7 separate regions of the Mus musculus genome follow, and all the other regions are linked to region 1. The links are chromatin contacts, called in public HiCAR-type, HiChIP or PLAC-seq and promoter capture Hi-C maps. All regions are on one chromosome and are shown on one strand. Each heading gives the region's core, a stretch centred on a gene start, on an enhancer-like site or on the middle of the called end of the contact. The rest is flanking DNA. Distances are from core to core; before and after follow the strand shown.

Region 1 (3,461 bases), core at 848-3,347:
TCCAGAAAGCAGGTCCTAAGCAATCGGTTCCCAGAGAGCCTTATTTAGATAACAGTTCAGTGACGATGTCTCTTCCCAGGTATGCAGACACTAGTAAATATTTGCTTACATAAAATGTCTTGAAATACTTCTAAGATTTATATTATATATATGATCACACTGTCACTGACAAACCAGAAGAGGCCATCTGATCCAATTACAAATGGTTGTAAACCACCATGTGGTTGCTGGGATGTGAACTCATGAGCTCTGGAAGAGCAGCCACTCACTGTCTTGAAATATTCTAATTTCAACTGTCAGTCTCATTCACTAACATTCTACTTTTCAATTGCCATGTTCTACCTAACACTTAAGAATGTTTGTATGTGAGAGAGATGTTCTGATTTTAAGCGCACAGGTGTTTTGCTTTCATCTATGTCTATTCATCAAGTGCATGCAGTGCCCATGGAGGCCAAAAGATGGCACTGGCTTCCCTAAGACTGTAGTTACAAGGTTGTTAGTGGAATGTGGGTGCTGGGTGTCCAACTTGGGTCCTCTGAAAAAGTAGTTAACACTTATCACCACTGGATCATCTCTCCAGACCCAAAATAAATCTATTTTAATCTTTGAGACAGGGTTTTCCCTACTTCCCTACGTACCTATGGCTGGCCTGGAACTGGATATGGAGAACAGGCCGGCCTCCAACTCACAGAGCTCTGCCTGCGGCTGCTGGGATTACAGGCAGCACCTATACCCAGCTTCCACCAACTTATATAAATTCTGACTTTCTTTAATCTGCTTAATTCTGAGAACTCCATACACGCATACAATGTAGTCTGACTATATTCATCCCTAGCTTGTCCAACATTTACCCTCCATCACCTACCAACTTCATTTCTTTGTCTTTTTTAATGCCAAAGCCTACATTTCTCAGCCTGACACTCAAAGAAAGGTGGGATTAAGGACTGTCCAGTGACAGAGCAGTTGCCTAGCAAGGTGAGTCAATTCACAGCACATAGCAAACACAACAGCAAAAGAAAACAGGAGGCTAGGCACGGTGGCACACGTCTTTAATTACAGCACAGAGGAAGACTTCTGTGAGTTCAAGGCCAGCCTGGTCTACTTAGTTTCTGGGACAGCCAAGCCAATAAGGTAAACAACCCTGCTTCTAAATAATAAAACACCTTTTCCCATCCTACCCTGTACCCAACTCTTCAATTCCAGGGGAGGGGGATCACTCACCTGAATCAGAAGCCACTAGGATACCTTTGTCCCCCACCCAAGTGAGGTCAGCTACTCCAGCCTCGGTCTGGACGCCAGCAGAGCAGAAACCTTCGTTGGGGGCCGCACTAGGATCCTTGAAAAACCACAGAGAACCTACCCAGCAGCGACCACTCAGGCTGGAGACCCCGAGCAGAAGGGAACCATCTACGGTGGGGAGAGCAAAGTTATAAGGTGTCAGATGGAAGGCCTTGTTTCTATGGTAACCTCACAGAACCCCGTGGCGGGACCAGTCTGAATCTGAGATCGGATTTGTGGAGCTGAGCTGGGGCAGGGCCAGGACGCCAGGTATGGCCGAGGAGGGCCACACGGCGCTGGGAGGACTCGAGAGGGTCAGCACCGGGAGAGGGCACCCGAGACTGGGGGTAAAGGGGCTTCCAGGCCCCGGGATCTCGGCTCACCAGACCGGTACCGTGCAGCCTCCAATTGACGTTCCATGCATGCGGGCGCATTGGGGGGCAGGTTCCACTCGCGGGCCGCCGGGGGCACGAGCGGAGGAGGGGTGTCCTTCCGCATCTCCACGATTCCAAATCTAACCTAGACCCAGACTCGACGAGAGACCCTGACTCGGCGCCGGAGGGACCGCACACGTGGTGTACCTCTGCGCAACCGCCCCTCTCCGAGGGAATTCGCTCTACTTCTCGCGAGAATTGTGTCTACCCTTCCAGCCTGCTTTTCCGTCTCCTGTCCCCGCAGCGGGATTTTGTTTGTTTCCCTCCCTCAGCCCCACCCATTTTTTCTCCTCTTCTCGCGATAGTGGGGAGGGGGCGGGGAAAAAGCCGAGAACTTCCGAGAAAAAGCGAGCTGATCTCTTCTCGCGAGATGTGCGAGCGGCCATCTTGCTCCTGCCCCTGACAGGCTCGGGTCGGGGTCACAGGGACACGGAGCCCGCTGTCCCGCTCTTCGCAGACAATGCTGTCCCGGGTGGTGCTTTCTGCTGCCGCCACAGCGGGTGAGAGACGTAGAGCCTAGGTTAGCGTAGCAGGGTGACTAGGAAGAAGCCAGGCCGGGGAGGCGGGAAGCGGGTAGAGGACGGACTGCGGCGTTTGGGCCCGAGCTCACCCACGGGAGCGATCTGGAGAGCTCCCGGGCCGCCCAGCATCTCAGGGCGCGGCAGAGACGGATGCCAGGGCCGACACCCGGGAAGGTAGAAACGCGATTTCTCCTTGACTTTGCTAACCTCCGTCTTGTGTATTTCCAGCCCCGTGTCTGAAGAACGCGGCCGCCCTAGGTCCAGGGTGAGTGTCACCACGTCTTATTCTCTTTCCATTTCCTAGCGTCAAGCCAAAAATTGCTGTTTTCCTTCACGTTAGCCAGCTTGCATACTCATTCGGACGTTTGTTCTTCTAATTGCCTTGAACATGATCCTGTTCCTTCCTCTGACAAACACCAAAGAGAGGCTCACCCCTCGTTGTGACCTTCAGCGACACACAACCAAGTTACTGGCTTACTTACCCCCAAGGACAGATCTGGTTAAATACAGCAAAATAAAACCTATTGTTTTGGGTGTCTTCCAGATTTCCATCTTTTATTAACCATATCAGGAGGCCGAAAACACATATGGCTTCGTAAATGCTTGTGTTGATGATCACATAATGTGACAGTGGATAACTTTGTGGAGATCACAGTAACAACCCTAGTCCTAGAGACAGCTACACAGTAGCTCCATCCTCTAATCCGTCAGTAAGACTCAACTCGTGAGGATGCTTTGAGTCTGACTACTTTCACTACCATTGTTACAGCATGAAGCCGCTGCCCACAGTTCTGAAATGGACAATTTCACTAGGCTTTCAGTCTTAACATCTGTTTTTATCCCAATACAGTCCATTCTCAATGTAGCAGAGAGATCTTGGCAGTTCCCCCCACTTAAAACCCTTCAGAGCTCATATCCCTATTGCAATAAAATCTAAACATAGCAAAACCAAGAAAACCTGAATTAACCTCATCTGTGTCTTGGGTCTTTTTTTATGTACTGTTAATGCCAGCCCTGCTTTCTCCAAAGAATGTCAAACTCTTTTTTTTTTTTTTAATAATTTTATTTTTGTGTGCGTGTGTGCTTGCAGAGGCAGAGAAAAAGGTATTAGATCTGCAGCTGGAGTTAGAGGTTGCTGTGGGCAGCCCAGCATAGGTTCTGGGAACCAAATCTGGTCCTGTGAAGAGCAGTAAGCACTCTTGACCGTCTTTCAGCTTTAAGCTCTTTG
Region 2 (3,752 bases), core at 1,156-3,655, 1.5 Mb before region 1:
CCCCTTCCAGAAAACAGATGGTACACACATGTAGTATCAGGTATGATGTGTCAATCACCTTGCACTTCTGTTTAAAAATCCTCCCTGTATCACCCAGAGTAACTGAAGCAGAGAGAGGAGGAGGAGATGGAGAGGGAATGTAGGTGTGGTTCTAGGCAAAAAAAAAAAAAAAAAAAAAAAAAAGCCCTAAAACTAATGAATCTGGAAATTGCTTTTGGGAGATGGCCAACAAAGTCTAATGCTTCATGTTTTGGATACGGCAGCTTCTCAATTACTTAGCAAATGGGTCCTCAGAGGCGGGCACTGTGGGTGTTATCAAGATGAAAAAACACAGTGCAGCCTAGAGGAACCCGGAGTCTGGGAGAGAAGTCAAGTGCAAGGACTGGGACAGTAATAGGACAGTAAGACAGCATGAGGCAGAGTATGGCACCTCCTAAGTTCCCTTCATTGCAACAGGGAGCCAGGCCTTCAACCTGATGATCTTAAGGGACACAAGGACACACTCATAAACCATTTCTCTACTGAGAGCAGCAGGTTTAGGACTTCTCTCCACCTAGCCCAGAAACATTTCTCTGCCCAAGGCCGTGCTGTCCTGGCTCCAAGGTGGAGGCTGTGGTGAATATGTCAGAGATCATAAATATCAAGATCGAGAGCATCCAAGACGCAGGATGGGGCCATGGTGGTCTGACCAGGTTTCTGGAGGAGGAGAGAAGGAGGCTCTTCCTTGATGTAGTCTTGCCATTCTATTCCACCCTGGCTTCCAGTCAGCCACAATGAAACAGTGAAACTGCAACAATACAACCAGCTTAGCTGTAAGGGATACACAGGTTAGACTCTGCGTGAGGAGGTGCAGAGAAACAGACAGGAAGAGAGAGAGGTTAGAGGTCAGGGGTCGGGAGCGCTCAGGTGTCACCAAGGGCTGCAGTGGGTGGAGCTGAGGGCTACGGAGAGGCGGGGAGTGGGGCCGAGAGGGGATGGAAGCGGAGGCGCGCAGGGGCGGCGCGCGACGCTGGGCACTGGCTGCTAGCGGGTTACGCGCCTCCGCTGGGCTGGGATGCGCGGATGAAGGCTGAGCTCTGCTGCCCGAGCTCCGCAACGCCCCAGGTCGGCCTTGCGCCTCGCAGCGCCGCGCCCACCCCGCCCCGCGGAGGGTGCGCCCTGGTCAGGCGAGGCCGAGAGGAAAAGGCGCCACTTGGAGCGTCGCATCCTCTGTCATCGCGGGAGGGAGTCGCAGAGCCCTTTGAGCCCCATTCCTCTGGCGCCCAGGCGCTCCCTTCCCTAGACCACCTCGCGCCCGCCCCTAGCAGGGAGCCAAGGCCGGCGCCCCGCCCGGAGATGGGCAGACGCGCAGATGGCGCGGCTCCCGGCGGCGCCAGATCTCAGGAACCCGGCGCCGGGGCGCTGCGCTGAGGCTCCCTCTTGGCGCGGCCCAGGAAGCCTGCAGGTGTCCTTGGCCATTCGGCCACCGCCCGGGACACTCCGCCAGCACCCGGTGCCTGGCTCTTCAGAGCAGCCCCGCCCTCCAGGCTCTGCGCCGCGCAGGACGCCCCGTCTGAACCCCCCCTCGTCCCGGCGCGGCCCCCGCAGCGCTGCATCCAGCCCGGCGCAGCTCCCGGCCACGGACGCAGGACCCAGGCTCGCTGCTGCGGGCGCGCTTGTTTTCCTGCCGCCTGGTCCTGAGCAACCCCCACCCGCTGGTCCGTCTCGCTCGACTCAACCCCGCCCGCCATCGGTGCTCCGCGCTGGATTTATGAATGGGGGGAACGGGCCACATGCCCGCCACCGCCGCCTCGAGTTGACCGCACACTGCCCGGCCCCGCAGAGCTCTGGCTACCGTAGGAGCATCCGCCCGGCCCCGGTAGCCGCTCCGAGGACTTGTTGCTGTTACGCTGCTGCCTCCGCCGCTGCCGCCGCCCGGAGAAACCCTGCCGCCTTCGGGCTCGCCGCGTTCTAGGAGCCAAAGGGTGGCCCGTGTGAGTGTGAGCGCGCGCGCCGCGGACCCTCGCAGTGCTCTGGGACTGTGCGCTTCTCTGCCTTTCTGGGGTCGGGGGGGCGTGTCCCCGGCCCAGAGCATCCTTGTGCTTGCCCCTACCTCCTGGGACCCCGGACCCTTTGGTTTGAGTCCTCGACCCAGGTCTTCACCTCCTGCCTCCACTAGGTTCTGCCTGCCTAAATCCCAACCACCTGTGCACCACAGAAAGCCAACTCTTCCTGCTCCGCGCCCCGGGGGGGTTGGGGGGGAGGCAGGGGCAGAGCCACTCCGCAGAAGGGGCCGCTACCACCTCCTGCCTCCTCCTCCTCCTCCACCTCCTCCTTGTCGTCTCCTCCCCCTCCCCGTTCTGACGCTGCCTCCTTGGGAAGGGTGTTTGGAGGGCAGCGGCCGCCCCAAGCCGGAGCCCCGCAGCGCTTCTTATGATCAGCTCGGTGTGTGTCTCCTCCTACCGCGGGCGCAAGTCGGGGAACAAGCCTCCGTCCAAAACATGTCTGAAGGAGGAGATGGCCAAGGGCGAGGCGTCGGAGAAGATCATCATCAACGTGGGCGGCACGCGACATGAGACCTACCGCAGCACCCTGCGCACCCTACCGGGCACCCGCCTTGCCTGGTTGGCGGATCCCGACGGCGGGGGTCGGCCAGAGTCGGATGGCGGCGGTGCAGGCAGCAGCGGCAGCAGCGGCGGCGGCGGCGGCGGCGGGGGCTGTGAGTTCTTCTTTGATCGGCACCCGGGTGTTTTTGCCTATGTGCTCAACTACTACCGTACGGGCAAGCTGCATTGCCCCGCAGACGTCTGTGGGCCTCTCTTTGAGGAAGAGCTCACCTTCTGGGGTATCGATGAAACAGATGTGGAACCCTGCTGCTGGATGACCTACCGGCAGCACCGCGATGCTGAGGAGGCACTGGACATCTTCGAGAGCCCGGACGGGGGCGGGGGTGGCGCAGGGCCAGGCGACGAGGCTGGCGACGATGAGCGGGAGTTGGCCTTGCAGCGCCTGGGCCCCCATGAAGGAGGCTCTGGCCCTGGTGCTGGGTCCGGAGGGTGCCGTGGCTGGCAGCCCCGAATGTGGGCGCTCTTCGAGGATCCCTACTCATCCCGGGCGGCCAGGGTGAGTGGCAGAAGCCAGGATCTCCCCATCTCCGTGCCCAAGGGTTTCTTGGTGTTAGTGTTGGTAGGTCAGATGGGGAGGGGGTTGGAAGGAGACTGACGTACCTGGCAGACGATAACTACCTGCCTCCTAACACCCACCCTCCTTGGTCTCCTGCATGCTCCATCAGGAAATTGCACACACTTAACTTACTACTTGGACCTGATCCGAGCTGTCTGCTCTGGCACATGCCCCTCAGTGAGTGGCAAGCCTTCAACTTGAGCATTTCTCACTCCTTTTTGATCAGCACAATTGCCCTCCACAGGACCACAAAGTCCTGGAGAGCTTAAACTTGGCCTTTTTCAGGGGTGAGGCCGGATCAAGAGAAGGAACCGTGGATTATGTAGGACACTTAACCTGTTTCTATCCTGCCAGCAGCTCTGTATGCAGGCGCCTATGGATTTCAGAAAAGGGGGGGGGGGCATAGTTTCTAGAATACCTGTCTCATAAAGGACAGAGATTCCCCAGAACACAGGCCCCCTCTCCTGAGAGAGGGCATTTTCTCCTAGGAGCAGGCCATGTCCCAAGGCTTTCTGTACCTCAGTCACAGCCTGGCTGCTGCTGACAGGAGAGAGAAGTAGACAGGAAAAGCCTCCCACTTTAGGATCCCA
Region 3 (3,381 bases), core at 201-2,700, 1.3 Mb before region 1:
GCGAGGAGAATGGATACCTTATTAACTAAAGCTACATATAGCGTCACGTGACCCAAACCGCATATAGTCAGCCCTCCGGACCCTGGGGCTCTTCATGGGAATTCCACCAACTGTGGATCAAAATATTAAAAAGTGCATCTGCATTGAACATGCGTTGAGCTTGTTCTTATTATTCTCTGAACACCACACATATGGCCGTGGGGCACGGCACTGTGTTCAGTTTTATAAGTAACCTCGGAAGAGTTAAAGCGTGTGAGACGATGAGCACAGGTCCGTGTGATCCCACGATGCTTTCTATAAGGGACCTGAACATCCTCAGATTTTGCTATCCACTGAGGGGTCCTGTGAATTCCAGGGTTGTTGTTGTCTCTTCTCTTGCATACTTGGGATATTCAATTTTCAACCTCGGGCAACAACTCCTTGAATGGAAGTTCTGATTATACATGGGATTAGTAGCACCCAAGTGGCCAGGATGGGGTGCCAGTCTGTTGTGACTGTGGTGTCTTTAAATGAACTCGAGGATTGTTTTTCCCTTCCCTGGAGGGCACTGCCCTGCCCACCTTGGCAGGAGCAGAGAATCTAATATAGAGTTAATGGACACCTAGTCCTGCCTGTATCTCTGAGCTGGTTGTACCCCTGTTAGGATCTTGTCATGCATGGTGAGCACTAGGCAGGAGCGAGGCTGTGATATATGAAGCACACCCTCACTGTCTGCTCCCCAGCTGGGGCTGTTTAGCTCCAGAAGCCCACAGCCACTAGACCACGGAGGCAACGAATTTCAGATGGGTAAGCATGAGCTCCCCCATATGACTTTACCTTCAACATCTGTAAAGAAAGCACCATATGTTCCCACTCCATGTGGCTAGCACTGCTTCAACCTCCCCTAGCTCTCCTGCCTAGCTGAGAATAGCAAAGCGCTTGGGTCTTGGGAAGATCATGTGGCCCATGTCACACAGGGCATGAGACTCAATATCCATTTCCCTTAAAGTCCTCGCTCTCTCCCTCCCCCCTCGCTTTCTCTGTGTGTCTCAGTCACCCTCCCTTCCCCCCCACCACTCTCTCTTTCTCATCTCATCTTATCAGGTACCCTTGGACATCCTGGAACTCATTATGTAGTCCAGATGGGTCTCAAACTTACAGCAATCCTCCTGCCTCTGCCTCTCAAATGCTGGGATTACAAGTGTGACTACTATAGCTGGCTGCCTAGGCAGGGAGATGCATTGAAGGATAAGGAGCTGTGAGCATGCTTCAGGAGCCTCTGAAATTCTGTCACAAAAGCAAAGTCCAAAGGTTAAATAAACAGACATACCTGCAGCTGTCATTTCCTTTGCTCACAGTGCAAGCTGCTGTAGTCTGCATGTCTGATTCCTGACAAGGGGCAGGCTGTCCAGAGCTTAGCATCACAGCCAGCACCAGCTGCTTCCTAGCTTGGGACTTTGGTCGGTTTACTGAACTTTCTGTGTTTCAAGTTCCCCCTTTATTAATGGCACCAGCATCATCACCATCATCATCATCTGCTTCTTGGGGTGGCAGTGAAGATTAAGTGTTAGCGAATGGGAAGTGCTCAGGATATCATCTGCCCTGTGGAAGTGTCACGGGGGTGGTCAGCTACTCATCTTTCATCCTTATGAAGGCATCACAAAGAGTCAGCTTTCAGCTCCTTGGCCCAGCCTCTGGGGGCTTTTGTGCCACACCCCTTACCAAACTTCAGAGCTTGGACGCCTCTCCTTAGTTGGGAAAACCAAACATCTGGGAAGAAAAGCTTTCTGGATGCCTTTCAAAGGCCCCAAATAGTAACTTAACAGCAAGAAACCCCTGTGTGTTCAGTCAATGTTCATTCCTTGCCAAGTTCAAGTTCACACACAGGTTCCTAGAGGCGGAGCCTGATAACAGCTGTGATTAGAAAGAAAAACACACTAACCGTATCTCCCTGAGACCCTGTTAAACTGAGAGGCATCGATCGTGAGTGAGGTACAGTGTTTGCTCTGTCTGGGATCTTAGCACAGAGCTGTCTGCACAGTGGACTCTGGTCTGCCCTGGCTTTCCCCAGACTCTGGGCAGAATAACTGTATCAGGAGCATACATTCCCTGGCATAGGCCTCCCTGGCAGCTTCCAGCTATGTCAAGGGGCACAGGGTGGATTCTGGGGTTACCAGCAGGATTCATTTGCATTTTTCTGGCCCCTCGCCAGCTCTCTAGCTATGACTCCCACATGAGACTTCTGTACCTTTTACCTTCTTAGAAGCCCCACCTCAGCCTGTCAGTCAACCCAACCATTGGAGGAAACTAATTCAACAAATAACGAAAAATTAACACTGCTTTGCAAAGAGAGGTAGCTCCCATTAGCTAACCCTCCAGTCTATGTAGAGTGTGGACTTCATATTGAACAAGTATCATCATGGCTGCCAGCCTAGCTTGTCTTGTCTACCTGGACTGGGCAAGCGGGACAAGATTTTGATTCCCATGTTAAAAAACAAAAACAAAAACAAAACCAAAAAAAAAAACAAAAAAACAAAACCCAAAACACAACCACAGCAGCTGGGTGTGACGATGAATGCCTATGGCCTCAGTGGTGGGGATGCAGAGGCAGGCTGACCCTTGGGGCTAGCTAGCTGGCCAGTCAGCCAAGCTGAATCAGCAAGCTCCAGGTAAGAGTGAGAAATCCTGCTTTGTAAACAAAGCGGAGGCCTGGCGGGACAGGTCAATGAGTAGAGGCGTGTGAATGCATGTCTGATAGCTTGAGTTTACACCTTGGATCCCACAGGATGGTTGGAAGAGAATCAACCCCTGAAAGTCGTTCTCAGACTTCCATGAACACAATAGTGCACACACCACACAGACACACAGACACAGACACACACACACACACATACACACACAGACACAGAGAGACAGAGACAGAGAGAGAAAGAGACAGAGAGAGAAAGAGACAGAGACAGAGAGAGAATAAACAAGATGGAAAGCAACTTTGATACCCAGGTCTTTGCATGCATATTCATGTGTGCGTCCCTGTATAATCGCACAACATTCGAGCACCACAAGAAGTACCAGGGTAGTAAAGAAGACAGGAAGAATGGGGCGTGTTCCTTCCTCCTCCTTGGTGTTTGAGACGTTGATGCTTGAGCTCATGTAGCACAGGCTAGCCTCAAACTCACCATGTGCCCCAGGTTTTCCTTAAACTCACTGTGTAGTCAACAATGACCTTGAACTTCTGACCCTCCTGCCTCTACATCACAAGTGCTGGAATTACAGTGGGCAATATCACATCTGAACTTCTGTTTTGCTTTAATGTTTTAGACTTTGTCCCAGATAGACCCATCCCATCCAGTACTTCTTGTGGCCACCCCCTCCAAGCTGTGCAGTGCCCCATGGGGTCTGTCC
Region 4 (3,739 bases), core at 449-2,948, 1.2 Mb after region 1:
GAAGGGCACAGTAACCTGAGCTCAGCCCCAAACTTGGCTTTGCCTTTCAGTCCCACATCCTGTCTGGCTCTGCTCAACTCTTAGCTCCCTACAAACCACCTCAAACCCTGGCCTGTGCCTGCCTTTTAGGAAGCAGAGTACTCCAGCCCCAGGCTGATTCTTTTCAGCATCAGGCGCCTGGGTGGTTCCTCCCTCCCCTACACCTACACACACACACACACACACACACACACACAAAACTGGGATGTGAGGAAAGAGGACATGAGTCACAGAGAATTTATAGGAGTTGCGTATGCACAGCCACACTTACCACCCCCCATCTCAAGGGGCTTTCCCTGGTACCCCCGAAAGACTGGGAAGAAGGCATTCGCTATGCTGCATATCTCCTTCAAAAATGAGGTCTGAGAGGTATATCCAGGTAACCCACAGGATTTCCTCCAACTTCCCCACCTACTCCCATTAATTCAACCAGTCTAGCTGTACACAGGCTGGCGGGGACAGCCCCAAGCCAGGGTGGGCAGTGTGGATGGAGCGTGATCCCTAGGACACTTAAACACTAGTCACATCCCCATGCGTGAGCCCCGGCTGTCCCACAGCAGCAAGGCGGCTGAGCATCTGATGGTGGGAGGCAGAGGCCGGAACTTCGTGGCTGTGTTAGAGCCTCCAGCTCCGAAGACTTTGCATCTAGGCTCTGCTTAGGCCAGAATAATTGGGGACTCAGGCCAAGCCGGGACATTAGGCCGAAGGCCAACATGGCATGGATGGCCTGGCTAACACTCCCTGTGAAAGGCGGCTCCAGCGGAACTGCCCCACTAACCCTAAGAGAGACAACGAAAACTTCACCCAGGGCCGGGAGAGGGGTCTGGAACTTCTGGGACCTTCCCTAGGACAAGCCACTAGCCTTCCTTATTCTCTTGATTTCCCAGGTGATCCAACAGGCCTTTGTACTCTGCTCCCCCCGAGATCTAGGCGAGGAATCACTCTTCGGGCAACACCTTTTCCTTAACTTTAAAGCCAGAAGTCAAGGAAGAGCTGGACTCCAGCTTTCAGCCCAATTCCCTAACACTCCCTAACTTCCCAAGAGGGTACGAGGAAGAGTTGGGGATTGGGGTGTTTTGTTCTTCCCCACCCCCCTTCACTCTCAGACACATATACACAACACAGGAGCGGGATCTTTCCTAGTCTTCTCAACCTCTCAGCTCAGATCAGCTCCAAAACCCGTCTAGGGCGGCGTCCAGACCCGCCAAGCAGTAGCAGCCTCCAGTGGTCACATCCCATCCCTATTCCCGCCATTCCCCATCCCAGGCCAGAACTCCCACCCCTAGCCAGCCTGAGGCCCTGTTTCTTACTCCCTGCCCGGAACTGGAGCGTCTGGGTTGAGTCGCTCACGGAGATCTAAGTGTGTCCCTGGCCCAGCTAGGGAGGTCCAGAAAGGAAAGACTCAGAAAGGGAAGGACTCTGGGCTCTGGTTCGAGAGCTTGGAAGGCTAGAGCGCCTGGCCCACAGCTTGGGGCGCTCTCTCTTGCCTGGCCCGGAACACCCCCCGCCCCCCAAGCCGCTCCCGGAGCGATCCGGGAATCGGGAAAGTGCTCTCCTCCGAGGTCAGTTCCCACGACGCCTCGCCACCCACCAGCTGGGGCCCCGGTACCTTGGGCTCCACCGCCTCCAGCTGCGCGGCCAGTGCCGGAGGCTGAGACTGACCCGGGCCCCGCCCCACTCTCCAGCACCGCTCTGGGGCGGGTCCATCAAGGGAAGGGGGGGGGGGTCGACGGGGGCGGCCCTTAGCTTGGCCCGCCTCCGCTCCCGGCCCCGGGCGGCCGCAGGTCACCCCGGCTGAGGACCCGGCAAGGGGCGTAGGGCTGGCTGGAGCTGGAGGAACTGTGCCCGGAGATGTCTGGATTGCTGGGTGGTGAGCGGGCGGGTGGGACCCCGGATAACTCGGCCTCTGCCCCACTTCCAACCCGTGGGGGGCGGACCAGCTTCGGGAAAGTTGAGCGGCTTCCAGGGTGGGGTCAGCGAGGGCCACTGCTGCCCTCGCGTGGCCATCCAGACCTCGAAGCTCCAGTATTTCCTACACCCTACCCGTGACCGAGGGGATGGGTTATACAGAAGCTGCCCACTCTCTTATCCAGGAATCACTGCAGTAAGTGCAACGTGACGCTATCCAGAGCCCTGGAGACCTTTTGTGATCTGCAGTCCCCAGCCACCATCGCCTTAAAAGTCCCTTCCTTCCTTCGCTGGGAATTTCCCGACGTCCTGTTAAGAGCACACTCCTGGAAGTGCTGCCGTGTCCTCAGCTGGAAACTGACCTCACACTCCTATTGTATTGTTGTGCTGTTGATCCCAATCTGAGGTGTTACTTACCTGATCCTGTATCTCCTTCCTTATAAAGAGCCAAAGAAATGGGTGTATAAGGAAATCTACCAATGCTTTATTTACTAGTGCTGGATACTTTAAACACACAGGTCTCTAACTCTGGAATAAGTTCACCCATACCCGTTCCCTTTTGCCTGTAAAGAAAATGAAGCCCAGAGAAGTGGTTTCTCACTATTTGTGACAGCAGGAATTTCCAGTGAGGTGAGCCACGATGACACACAAGAAGCAAAGGCAGATGGATCTCTATGAGTTAATTCCAGGCCATCCTGGGCTACAAAAACTAAATCAGTCAAATTTACAAGCAGGCCTGTGAGGCACCCAGGCAGGTGCTGGCTGCCTGCTGCCTGCCATGCTCCCCCTCCTACCTGCCCTCTGTACCATTCAACCAAACTCTGCTCGTCATAGGTTTCAACAAGTATTTCCCAGAATAAATGTATGTCATATGGAGTCTACTGCAGGTGCAGCTGGCCGGGTGGTTCATGCCTGTCATCTCAGCACTCCCGAGGGGGCAGAGTTACCACAAATTCCAGGCCAACATAGGCTGTGGAGTGAAGCTGTCTCAAATCCAGGCAGACAACATACGTAGACACTCACTCAGGATTGGAAGCATGGACCATACATTTGATAAATCATATAACTGAGGTGAAGGGTGTTTTGTCCACCAGGCCTCTGAATTCATTCAGTAAACATTGGTTGAATGTGAACTGAAAACTATGTACTAACCATGAAACTCTGCCTTCAGATAACGTATAGTCTAGCCCAGCAGTGGTGGTGCATGCCTTTAATCCCAGCTCTTGAGAGACCAAAGCAGGAGGATCTCTATGAGTTTGAGGCCACCCTAGTGTCCCAAAACTACTTAGCTAATTCTAGGACAGCCAAGGCTACACAAAGAAACCCTATCTTGAACAAAACATAGATAAAAATAAGCAAACAAACTTACAGTCTAAATGAAGAACAGACAGTCGAACATAGCTAACAGTTCTTGAAGCTTTATTATGTGAACCTTGTCCTTCCCCACCCATACCATGTTTAGTTCTTACGAGGCATTATTGTTATCTACAGTTTAATGAGGCGTGGAGGCTCAAAGAAGTTAGTGTTTGGGGGTCAAAACACTCAGACTTACAAGTCCCTGCTCTTGGGGCTGGAGAGATTGCTCATGGTTAAAAGCACTGGCTGCTCTTCTAGAGGACCTTGGTTCAATTCCCAGCACCCACATGGCAGCACACAACTGTCTATAACTCCAGTTCCAGGGAGTTTCAGTTCCAACACCCTCATACAGACACATGCGCAGGCCAAACACCAATGCACATGAAACTAAAAATAAATTAAAAAAAAAAAATAAAGAGTCCCCTGCTCTTAATGG
Region 5 (3,528 bases), core at 593-3,092, 1.3 Mb before region 1:
CTTGACCATAAAGGGCTTTGGTGGGGGGGGGGGGGCAGGAAGGGGGGTTATGTACGTTTTATAATGAAAACACTAAGAATAGTGCCTGGCTGGGCATGGTGATGCACACCTTTGTTCCCAGCATTCAAGGGATAGAGGCAGGCAGATCTCTGTGAGTTACAGGCCAGCATGGTCTACAAAGTTTGTTCCAGGACAGCCAGGGCCACGTAGAATAAGTTTTTAAAAAAAAATGTCTTAAGACAACACACACATAATGTATGTATGAAATAAAATAACCCAATGAAGAAACTGAAGCCCCAAGAGGCTCCTTCTGTTCGGCACTCATGTTGCTAGCAGACAGCATCGGAGAATGGGGTTGAAGTCAGACGTGTCTAACTAGGAAATCCCTATTTTTACTGACAATAACTTACTGTTGAGAGTGGCTGGACTAGCAGCCAGCATCATCCATTTTCAGGGTTATTGAGGCAATTAAGGAAATAGTGTAGCCTGACTGTGCCTGCACAGGGAATGCATTCAGTAAAGATGTCCTTATCTAAAGCCCTTTTCTAGACCACTTAAAATTTATTCAAAACCATTTTAGTAGGAACAGTTGTAGAACTGGGAGGAACATTTCTGCCTTTAAAATGCAACTGAAAGGCTTCAACCATCTACTCTTACTTGGAGATAGTCTCTATGCCCTAAAGGTAACAGGAATAAAAGCTAGAAAATAGTAGCAGTGTAAGTTAAGGCTCTCAGAACTTCAAAGGGAGGCTGGTAGGAGACACTTACAGCCCAGATTAAGTCCTTGTGAATCTGTGCATAGGACTCCAACAATGGATGGATTCTTCATTCTAATTTTGGGAGCACAAGAAAGATGAACCAGATGATGTGAAGAAAATATTTCAAATTACTGTAGTAAAACAGATTTTCTATGCACCGAGTATTAAGCACTTCAAATCAGCCCTTAAATTTTTTCGCCCCCTTTCAGAGGACAAACTGTGAGTTGTTTAAATAAACAAAACAAAACCCAAACCATTTTCTCAGGCACCTCTGCTTCACAAAGACACAAACAAGGCAGTTATCTTTAGGGCTCTGTCCTTGGTATAGAAGCATGCTCTAGGACTGCAACTCCTGAAGACAACTGTTAAATCTCAGTAACGGGAATTGCTCCTGGAGGGGATTAAGAAGCTCAAGGAGGAGGTGTCTTCTTGTAAGCCACTTTACACCTCCCAATTTTAAATTTTACAGAGATAGCTGAAAAACTTTACGGATATATTTACTTCACAAGCGCTGAGCAACTGACGGGCCACAAACGCGGGAAGATGTGCGTGAAAGTGCTTTGGCACTGCGGGGGCTCGATTTAGCACACCCGGGGCATCCTTCCCCAAACTTAATCCGTTTCCCAAACTTCTCAAGAGCTACTCGATTCTGCGAACACGCCTAACGAAACTTTACTACCCAGTAACGAGCGGCCCGGCCGTAGGCAGAAGTCACCCGCTCGCCGCCCCGAGTGCCCCAAACGCTTCCGCAGACACTCGCGGTCCATGCCGCTGTCCCATTCCAGCTCCCCTGTCCGGAGCCCAGGACCGGCCGCACGCACTACTCACGTGTCCTCCAAATGCTGCTCCAAAGTCGCCTCCATCCCGCAGGCTGTCCGCCCCAGGCCAGGACCCCGCAGCAAAACACTTCCTCCTTCACCGCAAACCTCGATCACGTGACTTGACCGAGGCGGGCGCCTGGACGGCGTCTCCAGAGGGACGAAATTCAGCGCGGCGCCGCGTCCGCGCTCTTTACGAAAAGGCATAGCTACTACCACAGGACCAGTGATGGCTGGCTTTCGATTGGGGGTGCTGGGCCTTCAAAGCAATCTGTAGTCGGGCCTCAGGGCCTTTTCCTGACCTAGCACTTGGACTTAGTGATTTTTAACCTTTGGATTTGGTTCAAGCAATTTCCAGTCCTAACCAGACGTAGACCTGGTTTAAATTTTAAAGTAACCAGCAGGTCTGGCATGGTCTCATCTATGCAATAGGCCAATCGCTAAGAAGACAGTGCTCAGTTTCTGACCCTAGGTCAAGAGGCTGAGGTGTATACTTTACCTATCAAAGCAGAACTGGCCTCCAGGTTCTGCATCCCTCAGTTCCCACCTGGCATACCTTGCCCCCAACCCTGAACTTTCCAGCCCAGGGGCTGGGCTGCCCTTCCCTTTCTATAGGGCTCCTTTCTATAGAATCCAGACATTTTGGTCTCCTTCTCCTTTTCTCTCTCTGCACACATTCCCCCTTCTCTCTTTCTTCCTTCCTTTCCCAGGAAACTTCGCTGGCCTTGGTCCTTGGGGCCAGTGAACTCACCCACCGGCTGGCAGCTTCCCAATAAACCTGCCTTTAACATCATCTACTCTGGTTTAAATTGATTCATTTCACCAACATCGGAGGAGAAGTAACCTATCACACAGGGCCGATGGGGAGGGGTGCACACACGGGACTAAAGGAAGAGATGGCACACGTTGAAACCCCAAACTGCGTGCTGGGAAAGTGTCAGAATCTTAACATTGGTACCTTCTTTGTTCTCGTAGGTTGGCCTCGAATTCTCCCACCTTTGTCCTGTGATTTACTGCCATGTGCCATATTTAATTTGCATTGATACTTCTAATAGCTAGGTCATGGGAAGTTTTAGGGGGAAGAAATTAGGTTTAAGTTTTAGGTGTTAGTGAAGACCGTGTATTATTACTTTAAAATAACTGAGCTTTAAAATTTTTATTCCCTTTTCTGTTTTAGAGACAGTATCTCATATACCCCTCATTGCCCTCAAATTTGCAGTGTGTCCGAGGCTGGCCTTGAAGTATTGATCTCTCTGCTTTTACTTCCCAAGTGCTGGGATTACACCAACATGCCTGGGTTTAAAAACTTTAGAATAAACTAACCACTCATAGTCCTACTGTGAAGAGATGATAGTTTGATAAGGATATTTTGGAGACTATCTTTTCCATATGGCTATCTTTGCAAATGTATTATTTGAATTTTTTTTGTTTTTTGTTTTTTGTTTTTTTTTTTTTTTTGTTTTTCGAGACAGGGTTTCTCTGTGTAGCCCTGGCTGTCCTGGAACTCACTCTGTAGAGAAATGTTTTTTAAAAGCAAAATCAATATACATACTATATATACAATTCTGAATTATGTAGCAGGGATTCTTCACAGAATTTATTATAAATACCTTTTCAGGACAGTAAGTTTTTATTTACTTTGTTTGTAATAGTTGCAAAACACACCAACTTTGTTATCATAGCTACACCTAAAGTGAACTTACTGTTCATTAGTGACCAATTAAGTTGCTCTTGTGTCCCCTCCCTACCCTCTGTCCTGGTGGTACCAGGTTCTGTGCTGGTTGAATATTCTTTAGCCCAATATTGTGCATTTAAATTTTTTCTTCATGGTTAATTACTAGAAATAGAATTGTTTGGTCAAAAGTTATGGTCATTTTCAAGAAAAATATATATATGTATATATATTATTTACATGAAGAAGGGTTTATGAAAACAAGGGTGTGTCCATGGCT
Region 6 (3,508 bases), core at 444-2,943, 1.7 Mb before region 1:
AGGAGGAGAAGAAAGAAGGAGGAGGAGGAAGAAGGAAGAAGGGGAGGAAAAGGAGAACAACAACACACAAAGATTTCATCGATGTGAACATTGTAAAGAGAAACACATAAGGTGTTTACTGATCCCAAATCTGTCTTTGGGGAAACTTACTTTAGATTTAAATAGAATTAGAATTGAGATTGAGGGCGGGAGATAGGAAAATTCCAGCAGACCTGGGCAAGTGTGGTCTGGTTATCATCCTCTCAGTGTTGGTTCTATGAGATGGTAGAAGTCCTTTTTACTTAAGGGACAAGCTGGTTCTCAGGAGTTGATTCTTTCTCCTCCAGGGTGCACAGGCCATGATAGAAAGAGCTGTTCGTCATCCGGGGATGCTGTGTTCTGTGAGGCTTTGCCACTCCTGATGTCTAGAGGGTTGAGGCCAGTGACCAAGAGTCTTGTACCTGCTTCTTGGGGAGGGAGGTTTCTGGAGGAGGACACTGTAAAAAGTAACATTAAAACCATCTTGGTTACTCCTATGTGTTTGGCACTCAGACGTGACGGAGAATGAGGTGAGAGGCCACCATTTTTGGATGATTGCTCTTTGAGTCAATACAGATGTGAGCAGGTAATTCAGAGTAAACGAGACAGCTACAAAATGAAGGCAGAAAAGCAAGAGCCACTTCTAAGGGATTATTAAACACACCCTCATTTCCCCATGATTTCTCTGTTATATTTTCAATTTCAGTTTTATTTATTCATTTGTTTATCTCCCCCATGTGAATGTAAACTCCACGAAGACTAGAATCCTATTTTTGTTCATTATTATATCCTTAAAAGTATTTGTCAGTGGCTTGAGGACAGATACAACTTCATACTGTTATCCTTAGCCCCCAAGAGTCTCTCTCTCTCTCTCTCTCTCTCTCTCTCTCTCTCTCTCTCTCTCTCTCTCTCTCTCTTTCTCTGTCTCTCTCTCTCTCTGTCTCTCTTCACTTCAAGTTCAAGACAGGGTTTCTCTGTATAGTCCTGGCTGTCCCGGAACTCACTTTGTAAACCAGGCTGGCCTCGAACTCAGAAATCTGCCTGCCTCTGACTCCCAAGTGCTGGGATTAAAGGCGTGCGCCACCAACGCCCGGCTTTTTCCCCTGTTTTGATAAGTGAGATTATTAACGTGGCTCCAGAGGTGTCTTGGATGGAGTTATAATCTGATAAGTAAAACCAGGAGTCCCCAGGGTTGCACAAGGTGTTTCTTACAGAGTCCTACTGACTTGGAGGTTTTTCAGCTGGAAGGTTAGAGAAAAGCCACAACCAGTTGTTAATTGTACAGAAATTCTTTGCTAGGAAAACGTGTCAACTAGACCCATGAGTCAGGAATTGCTTTCTTTAATGATGTCTCCCTAATTTCCCCTTTCATCCTGCCTCACCTTGAACAGGGAGGGCTCTAAAGACAGGCAAAGCGATGATAGACAACGAATTAAAGTGTTAAGTCTCATGGATAAAAAAGACATCTAAAGGGATTCCTGCGAGCCCAGCCGCACGTCTCCGGCTTAGTTCCACGGGAAGGAGGGAGGGGAAACTAAATGACAAAGCCAGGAAAGACCTTGGGAGGTGATTGGCAGTTGCGGCTTTCGACACACGCAGCCACACTGAATATGGCGATTGGGGAAATTTCCTGGAGGAAATCACGCGAGAGTTGCCTGACGGGAGGCCGTCCGCGAATTGAGCCGGGGGTGTGGAGCAGCCAAGATGGAGCCGGCAGCCGCCGGTCCCGGCCCTCTGATTGTGAACAACAAGCAGCCGCAGCCGCCACCTCCTCCGCCGCCTGCCACCGCGCAGCCTCCTCCTGGGGCGCCGAGGGCCGCCGGAGGCCTCCTGCCGGGGGGCAAAGCCCGCGAGTTCAACCGCAACCAGCGCAAAGACTCGGAGGTCAGAGCTGCAGGGGGGCGAGGCTGGCACCGGGCGGGTGACAGAGGGGGTCCCGGGAGACCGGGGCGGCATCCGGGCCCAGCCGGGCTTCCCGACGGCTTGACAGGGACCCTGGGAGCTGTCACTTTACCGGGAACCGTGCAGTTAGCTAGGCTGGCAGCCGCCACAGCCCCGGGGAGGAAAGCCCGGAGCCCTGTCACCAACTCTGCTGCGGCCGGGGGAAGAAGGTCCCCGAGCCGGGGATGGCCGGTCGCCCCCGGGGGCGTGGCCTGAGGCACAGCCCTCCTGGGGTGCAAAATCGGTGGTCTGCTGGCTGGTTAGCCCCTCATCCTTTCCGGCCTCTGATCTTAGCAGGGTGGTGGGCCACGCCAGTTGGCAGCGAAGGGACCCAGGAGAGTTTAGCGGGCGCTTAGAACAGGGCTTCTCTCTCTAGTGCTGCTTGGCCGGCCCCAGGTTGTGTGAGTAGCAGAGAGAGCACATTGTGGCTTCCCTCCGAATTTTAGTCAGCGCTGGATCAAACCGCGGCCAGACATTGCCAAGTATTTTTGCATGCCCAGTGAGCCCAGTTGCTGAGCTGTGAAGGGATCAGAAGTACACAAAGGGCGCCGGATTCTCCTCCTTGCTAGTGAGCTGCGATTCCCTTTGCCCGCGCTGTCTGGAGCTATTCACCTCGCCCCAAGTTAAAATTCCTCCCACTGCTTCCGTTTGCAGAATTCATGAATGAACACACACCCGTCTCGTCGCAGCATTTCAGGGCTTCCTCATCAGCACATTCATTCCCAGAGCGCTTACTACGCAATCTCCTCCACCTGAGACAACTTCCAGTGTGATGAACAGCCAGGCACTTACCGAGAGGGAATTCCTCAAATTCAAATTTGATGCTTCAGCTAGTACCAGATACTAAAGATAGTGTCTTTAAGCCTAAGAAATCAGTTCCCTCCAAACATTTTGTTGTTGTCGCAGGCTCAAATTCTGATAACTTATGTCACAAAGGAACAAGCCCAGAGTTGAGAGGATGAGTTTAGAGTGGCTTTTTTGAAAAAGATGGACCTTTTAGGAGCCTTTTGTTGTGGAATGATGGGTGATCAGTGGCTACTTCTCAGTGATCTCTTAAGTACGAAGGAGTATGGAAGTTAAGTTTGTAAGACCTTTAATGACCAGACTTGTCCAGGTTTTCTGAAGAGAACCCTGAGAATTGAACTACACCTTCAAATTTCTCTTTTTAAATGTTTGAGTGGACTGGAGAGATGGTTCAGTGGTTAAGAGAACTTGCTGTTCTCTCAGAGGATCCCAGCACCCAAGTTGGGCCGCTCACAACTGCCTATTAGCACACTAGCTCCTAGGGATCCAGTACTGTCCTTTTGTCCTCCATGGGCACATGTATACACACACAGATAAACACATAATACATTTAAAATAAGTGCTTTAGGGATGGCGGGATAGCTCAGCAGGTAAAGTAGTTTTAAATTTTCCTGAAAAGCCACAAAATAGTCAGATAAATACCCTTTTGTGCATTTTATTTTATTTGTTGTTTGTTTGCTTCTTTGTTTTTTGTTTTGTTTTTGTTTTTGAGACAGGGTTTCTCTGTGTAGCTTTAGCTGTCCTA
Region 7 (3,528 bases), core at 1,017-3,516, 1.6 Mb before region 1:
GGCAGGAGAGTCTAGCATGTTTAAGGTTGACTCAGGCTGTCAAGAAGCTGTGGGCCATGGGACCCAGGGGCTAAGAAGGGCTTGGATTCTGACAGCAGGGAAGGCTCCCCTGCTCTCCCAGGGATGGGAGGGAGGAAAGGAGTGTAGCTGCTCTGAGGACCAAGGCGGTTTCTGAAAGACCAGGGAGGCAATGGGTAGACACAGGATGGTTAAGAGAATAGAAACTTGAGGAGGCCTTAATTGAGGAGAGGAATTGATGGCTCATAAAGCCACATAGAGGCACTGGGAATCAAGAAGCCCACCCAAGGCTGGCGACCGAGAAGGTAGAGGGAGATGGTGACTTCACGCTCCCCCCTCCGCACCCCCCCCCACCGAGAACTTTGCATGAAGAAACCAGGTATTGAGCCTATTCAGGATTAAGGTTGTCAGCAAGTGGCTATGATGAGACAAGGGACTTCTATCTGATATATATACTTACCTTCTTCCCCAAATTTCTTCTTCCTAGGTGTTTTGTTTTTGTTTTTGTTTTTTTGTTTAGTTTAGTGACAATACAGTCACCCAATAATTGCCATTTATCAAGCACATGTGACATCAAATAATTTAAAATAATCATCTTATGTGATCATAACAGCAACTGTATAGGATTGCATTTTCTTACAGTATGCACCGTTAGGCTCATTAGGTTATAAATCCTACTCAGGGTATGTAAGTGATGACAATCTAGATTAAAAAAACTTAGGCTCACTGGGCTCAAAAGTTCTTTGCAATCATTACACAAACTCTAAAACTCCTTTCCTTAAAACCACCTTTATCTGAGGTTCTCCTTCCTCTCGCCCCCTCTCTGCATCTCAGTTGTCTCACTGGGTTTGTTCACCTCCTCCACACCTCTTACATTACTCACTTCTTCCTTCGGTGTACCTCCATCCTGCTGATTTCCTGGTTAAGTCCACCAGAACATATGTTCTGTGAGGGCAGGGATCATGATGGGTCTTCCCTGTAACATCCATAGGACTGCAACAGTGCTCAGCAAACAATAGACTTGCTAAATACTTGTTAACTAAAAGAACCATCTATTGGCAGAGATCATTCTCAATGGGTATCTTTCATGTCCAGATGTCTCACGGGCCAAGGAACTGATGTTTTTTTTTTGTTCCAGTAAGGACTGGAGGATCTTTGCACAGTAAACTGGTGGATCTTTGCATAGCGATCTGCTTCAGAGAACAGAGAAGGTGGAGGGAAGTGTTGTTTGCTGTTCATTATGATAAAAATTCTGTAGGGGCAAATCACCTGTGAGTTTTCTTAGAGTCCACTATAAAACATTTAGGCTTCCCTAAACTTGAAGCCCTCCCACAGGACTTGAGAAACTGATCCGAATCTGAATCATTTCACTTGCAATACATGTGCTTTGTTTCTGGCCCCTGGGCTTCTGTGTCTTCAGTCATCATCCATAAATCGGTGGCCAGCCAGCTAGTTAGACTGAAGTACAGACTATCCCAGTACTTGCTTCTGGTCTCCATCATGATCTCACTTCCTCCACCCCTTCCAAACAGGTACTTGTTTGGAAATACCAAAGGTCCTCTAGAGCAGAGACAATTATTTCAGACTCCCGAACAGCACTTCTAGCCAGACAGGCCCTGTCACTTTTTGTCATTCGCCAGCTGTTTCTGCTCAGGCAACCACTTGTATGCACATAGTCTACACTTTTGCATTCACCCTGAGCAAATAAATACATTCCCTCCACAATGGCTGCCTTTCCTCATTTTGTCTACGTATCCCTTGGGGCCAGCATCCTTCAACACCTGTTTGGTACCCAGTCACAATTTCCCTCTCTCTTACTGCCCTCACTAGACTCATCTGTCAGGTTTTTGAGTTGTGTAGAGGTTGGCCTTGTGGGGTGATAGGATGGAAGAATGCCAGGGGGAAGGGGCAGCCAAAGGTGGGAATCGAGGCACCATCCACGTAGAGATGGAAAGAATAACCACTGAGTGGGACTGGAATCCTGAGAGGGTCAAAAGAAGGTGAGTCTGTAATGACAGGTGAGGTCCTCGGCTCAGGAGGCCTTTGGCCATGGCAGTTTATTTTCCTGAGAGCAGATGCCTAAAGAGAGCCTTCGGATCTCAAGAGGCTTCTTTCGGCAACCCCTCTCCTGCTCCCTACCCACCACTCTGTTTGGGTCCGCCATCAGAGCCTCGCACGCAGCCGGGGAGCCTCGCATTGACGCGGGCCCGCGCGTGAGTCAAGCCTGCGTCACGGCGCCCCGCCGCCAGGGTGGCCTTTCGGAAAGCGAGGGAACAGCGCGCGCCGCGCTCCGCCCAGCTCCGTTCCGCTCCGCAGAGCCGACGCGGACCGGGCACGGGGACGACGGCACTCGGCCGGGGCCTTCGCAGCCACGCGCTCCCTCCGCGGCGGGATCTGAGCCCCGGGGCGGCTCCCTAGAGCCCCGAGCGAGCGGAGGGCGGGAGCAGGGTTGGGACTCACGGCGACGGAGGGAGCGACAAGCCAGCTGAGTCGCGTGCGCCGGCGCGCGCAGCTCCAGGTCCCCCAGCCCCAGCTGGGGCCTGTCGCTGCCTGACTCCCCTTGCCCTCGGGAAGGACGGTGCACCCACGACCCGTCCGGGACCACGGCCACTCGGCGGAAATCCAGGGGCCGAGTCCGCGCGACGGCCCACGCGGGACAGGTGAGTCGCTGTTTGCTCCCCGAATGGCATCCCTGGGACAGCCACGGCAACTTTGCTTGCGCGGCCCCGCCTCAGCCTGAAAGGCCTGAAAGCGTGCAAGGCGGCGCTTTCTCTGGGTCCACACGACCTGCGCTGGCTCAGGGGCTCCTCCTGCCGCTCCAGCCATCGTTGCCTGGCGACGGAGGCCCGGGGCGGCGACGTTCTGGCGCGTCAAGGGTGCACGGCAGCTCCTGCACAGGTTGGACTTGAGCTTCAGCTTCTGGAGCTCAGGATGCCCCAGAACTCCGGAGGTAACAGGACAGCTGAAGAGGCGAGCACTAATGAAGAGCCAGCGAGGCCAGCTCGGTGGGTCCCTCCGCCTGGAGCGCGCCTAGGGCGCAGCCCCACGGGGAGGCTCCGGCGCTGCTGGAGACCCCAGCCTCAGACACTCGGCCACGGGCCCGTGACCTTGACGGTAACATTGGCTAGAGAAGCAGAACGTTCGCGCCCGAGATTTAATTCCCAGCCCTGGGGCTGCTCCTCAGTGAATTTGGGGCTAGAGTGGAAGAGCCCTTCCTCCCAGGAGGGAAGCACATCTGGGGACCGAAAGGCAGAGACAGGTGATGTGCACTGGGGGCCACAGTCTAGAGGGGCCAGCTGTCTGGAGAGAGGCCTCCGCCACATTTAAACCTGTGCAGACAGGGCTCTGAAGGGATGTTCGCAGTACGTCAGGACTGCTCCCCTAGGGGCGCGGCCGCCTGAGAAGGAAGCCTGATGCTTCATCCTCTTTAAAAGCCCAAACAGCTCTATCTTGTGTTCAAGTTCAATTTTGAGGCTACTCGGACCCAGTAGCAGTCAAGTGGGTTTTATT

What was found. Promoter capture Hi-C pulls out the DNA fragments that hold promoters and counts their contacts. HiCAR-type assays count read pairs that join an accessible place to other places. HiChIP or PLAC-seq counts read pairs in DNA pulled down with a chosen protein or histone mark.
Region 2: a contact with region 1 is called in an RNA polymerase II HiChIP or PLAC-seq map of embryonic stem cells, with 5 read pairs. The contact joins the promoter of Kcnc4 here to the promoter of Atp5pb in region 1. A contact is called at or near these places in 2 of 39 promoter capture datasets (embryonic stem cells and hippocampal neurons), 2 of 115 datasets of contacts at active chromatin or transcription factors (astrocytes and embryonic stem cells) and 1 of 9 other capture datasets (adipose tissue).
Region 3: a promoter capture Hi-C map of liver shows a contact between it and region 1, with 2.9 times the contacts expected there. The contact joins the promoter of A630076J17Rik here to the promoter of Atp5pb in region 1. A contact is called at or near these places in 3 of 39 promoter capture datasets (hippocampal neurons and liver), 1 of 115 datasets of contacts at active chromatin or transcription factors (embryonic stem cells) and 1 of 9 other capture datasets (adipose tissue).
Region 4: a contact with region 1 is called in an H3K4me3 HiChIP or PLAC-seq map of bone marrow-derived macrophages, with 4 times the contacts expected there. The contact joins the promoter of Rhoc here to the promoter of Atp5pb in region 1. A contact is called at or near these places in 3 of 39 promoter capture datasets (the 3T3-L1 cell line, embryonic stem cells and pre-B cells) and 3 of 115 datasets of contacts at active chromatin or transcription factors (bone marrow-derived macrophages, embryonic stem cells and pancreatic cancer cells).
Region 5: a HiCAR-type map of astrocytes shows a contact between it and region 1, with 4 times the contacts expected there. The contact joins the promoter of Lamtor5 here to the promoter of Atp5pb in region 1. A contact is called at or near these places in 7 of 39 promoter capture datasets (the 3T3-L1 cell line, cranial neural crest, frontonasal cranial neural crest and 3 more), 1 of 484 Hi-C or Micro-C datasets (embryonic stem cells), 4 of 115 datasets of contacts at active chromatin or transcription factors (the NIH/3T3 cell line, astrocytes, embryonic forebrain and 1 more) and 2 of 9 other capture datasets (adipose tissue and liver).
Region 6: a contact with region 1 is called in a promoter capture Hi-C map of stem cell-derived epiblast-like cells, with 4 times the contacts expected there. The contact joins the promoter of Strip1 here to the promoter of Atp5pb in region 1. A contact is called at or near these places in 6 of 39 promoter capture datasets (the C10 cell line, embryonic stem cells, liver and 2 more), 1 of 484 Hi-C or Micro-C datasets (double positive thymocytes) and 1 of 115 datasets of contacts at active chromatin or transcription factors (stem cell-derived neural progenitor cells).
Region 7: a contact with region 1 is called in a promoter capture Hi-C map of hippocampal neurons, with 2.4 times the contacts expected there. The contact joins the promoter of Slc6a17 here to the promoter of Atp5pb in region 1. A contact is called at or near these places in 2 of 39 promoter capture datasets (cranial neural crest and hippocampal neurons).

What each region holds. Positions count from the first base shown.
Region 1 is chr3:105,957,899-105,961,359 of GRCm38.p6, reverse strand. Atp5pb (ATP synthase peripheral stalk-membrane subunit b) reads left to right here and starts at 2,097. Exons shown (of 7, transcript NM_009725.5): 1 at 2,097-2,212; 2 at 2,462-2,498. The coding sequence starts at 2,173. It overlaps Wdr77 (WD repeat domain 77), which reads right to left and starts at 1,862. Exons shown (of 10, transcript NM_027432.3): 1 at 1,662-1,862; 2 at 1,222-1,407. The coding sequence starts at 1,776.
Region 2 is chr3:107,457,551-107,461,302 of GRCm38.p6, reverse strand. It overlaps Kcnc4 (potassium voltage gated channel, Shaw-related subfamily, member 4), which reads left to right and starts at 2,405. Exons shown (of 4, transcript NM_145922.3): 1 at 2,405-3,102. The coding sequence starts at 2,413.
Region 3 is chr3:107,228,683-107,232,063 of GRCm38.p6, reverse strand. It overlaps A630076J17Rik (RIKEN cDNA A630076J17 gene), which reads right to left and starts at 1,450. Exons shown (of 3, transcript NM_001256174.1): 1 at 1,310-1,450. The coding sequence starts at 1,322. Prok1 (prokineticin 1) reads left to right here. Exons shown (of 3, transcript NM_001357885.1): 3 at 1-148.
Region 4 is chr3:104,786,993-104,790,731 of GRCm38.p6, reverse strand. Rhoc (ras homolog family member C) reads right to left here and starts at 1,698. Exons shown (of 5, transcript NM_007484.2): 1 at 1,649-1,698.
Region 5 is chr3:107,277,172-107,280,699 of GRCm38.p6, reverse strand. It overlaps Lamtor5 (late endosomal/lysosomal adaptor, MAPK and MTOR activator 5), which reads right to left and starts at 1,842. Exons shown (of 4, transcript NM_026774.2): 1 at 1,587-1,842; 2 at 769-830. The coding sequence starts at 1,783.
Region 6 is chr3:107,629,895-107,633,402 of GRCm38.p6, reverse strand. Strip1 (striatin interacting protein 1) reads left to right here and starts at 1,693. Exons shown (of 21, transcript NM_153563.2): 1 at 1,693-1,902. The coding sequence starts at 1,723. Gm10961 (a long non-coding RNA gene) reads right to left here and starts at 1,802. Exons shown (of 3, transcript XR_375960.3): 1 at 1,401-1,802; 2 at 213-476.
Region 7 is chr3:107,516,756-107,520,283 of GRCm38.p6, reverse strand. Slc6a17 (solute carrier family 6 (neurotransmitter transporter), member 17) reads left to right here and starts at 2,266. Exons shown (of 12, transcript NM_001293689.1): 1 at 2,266-2,678.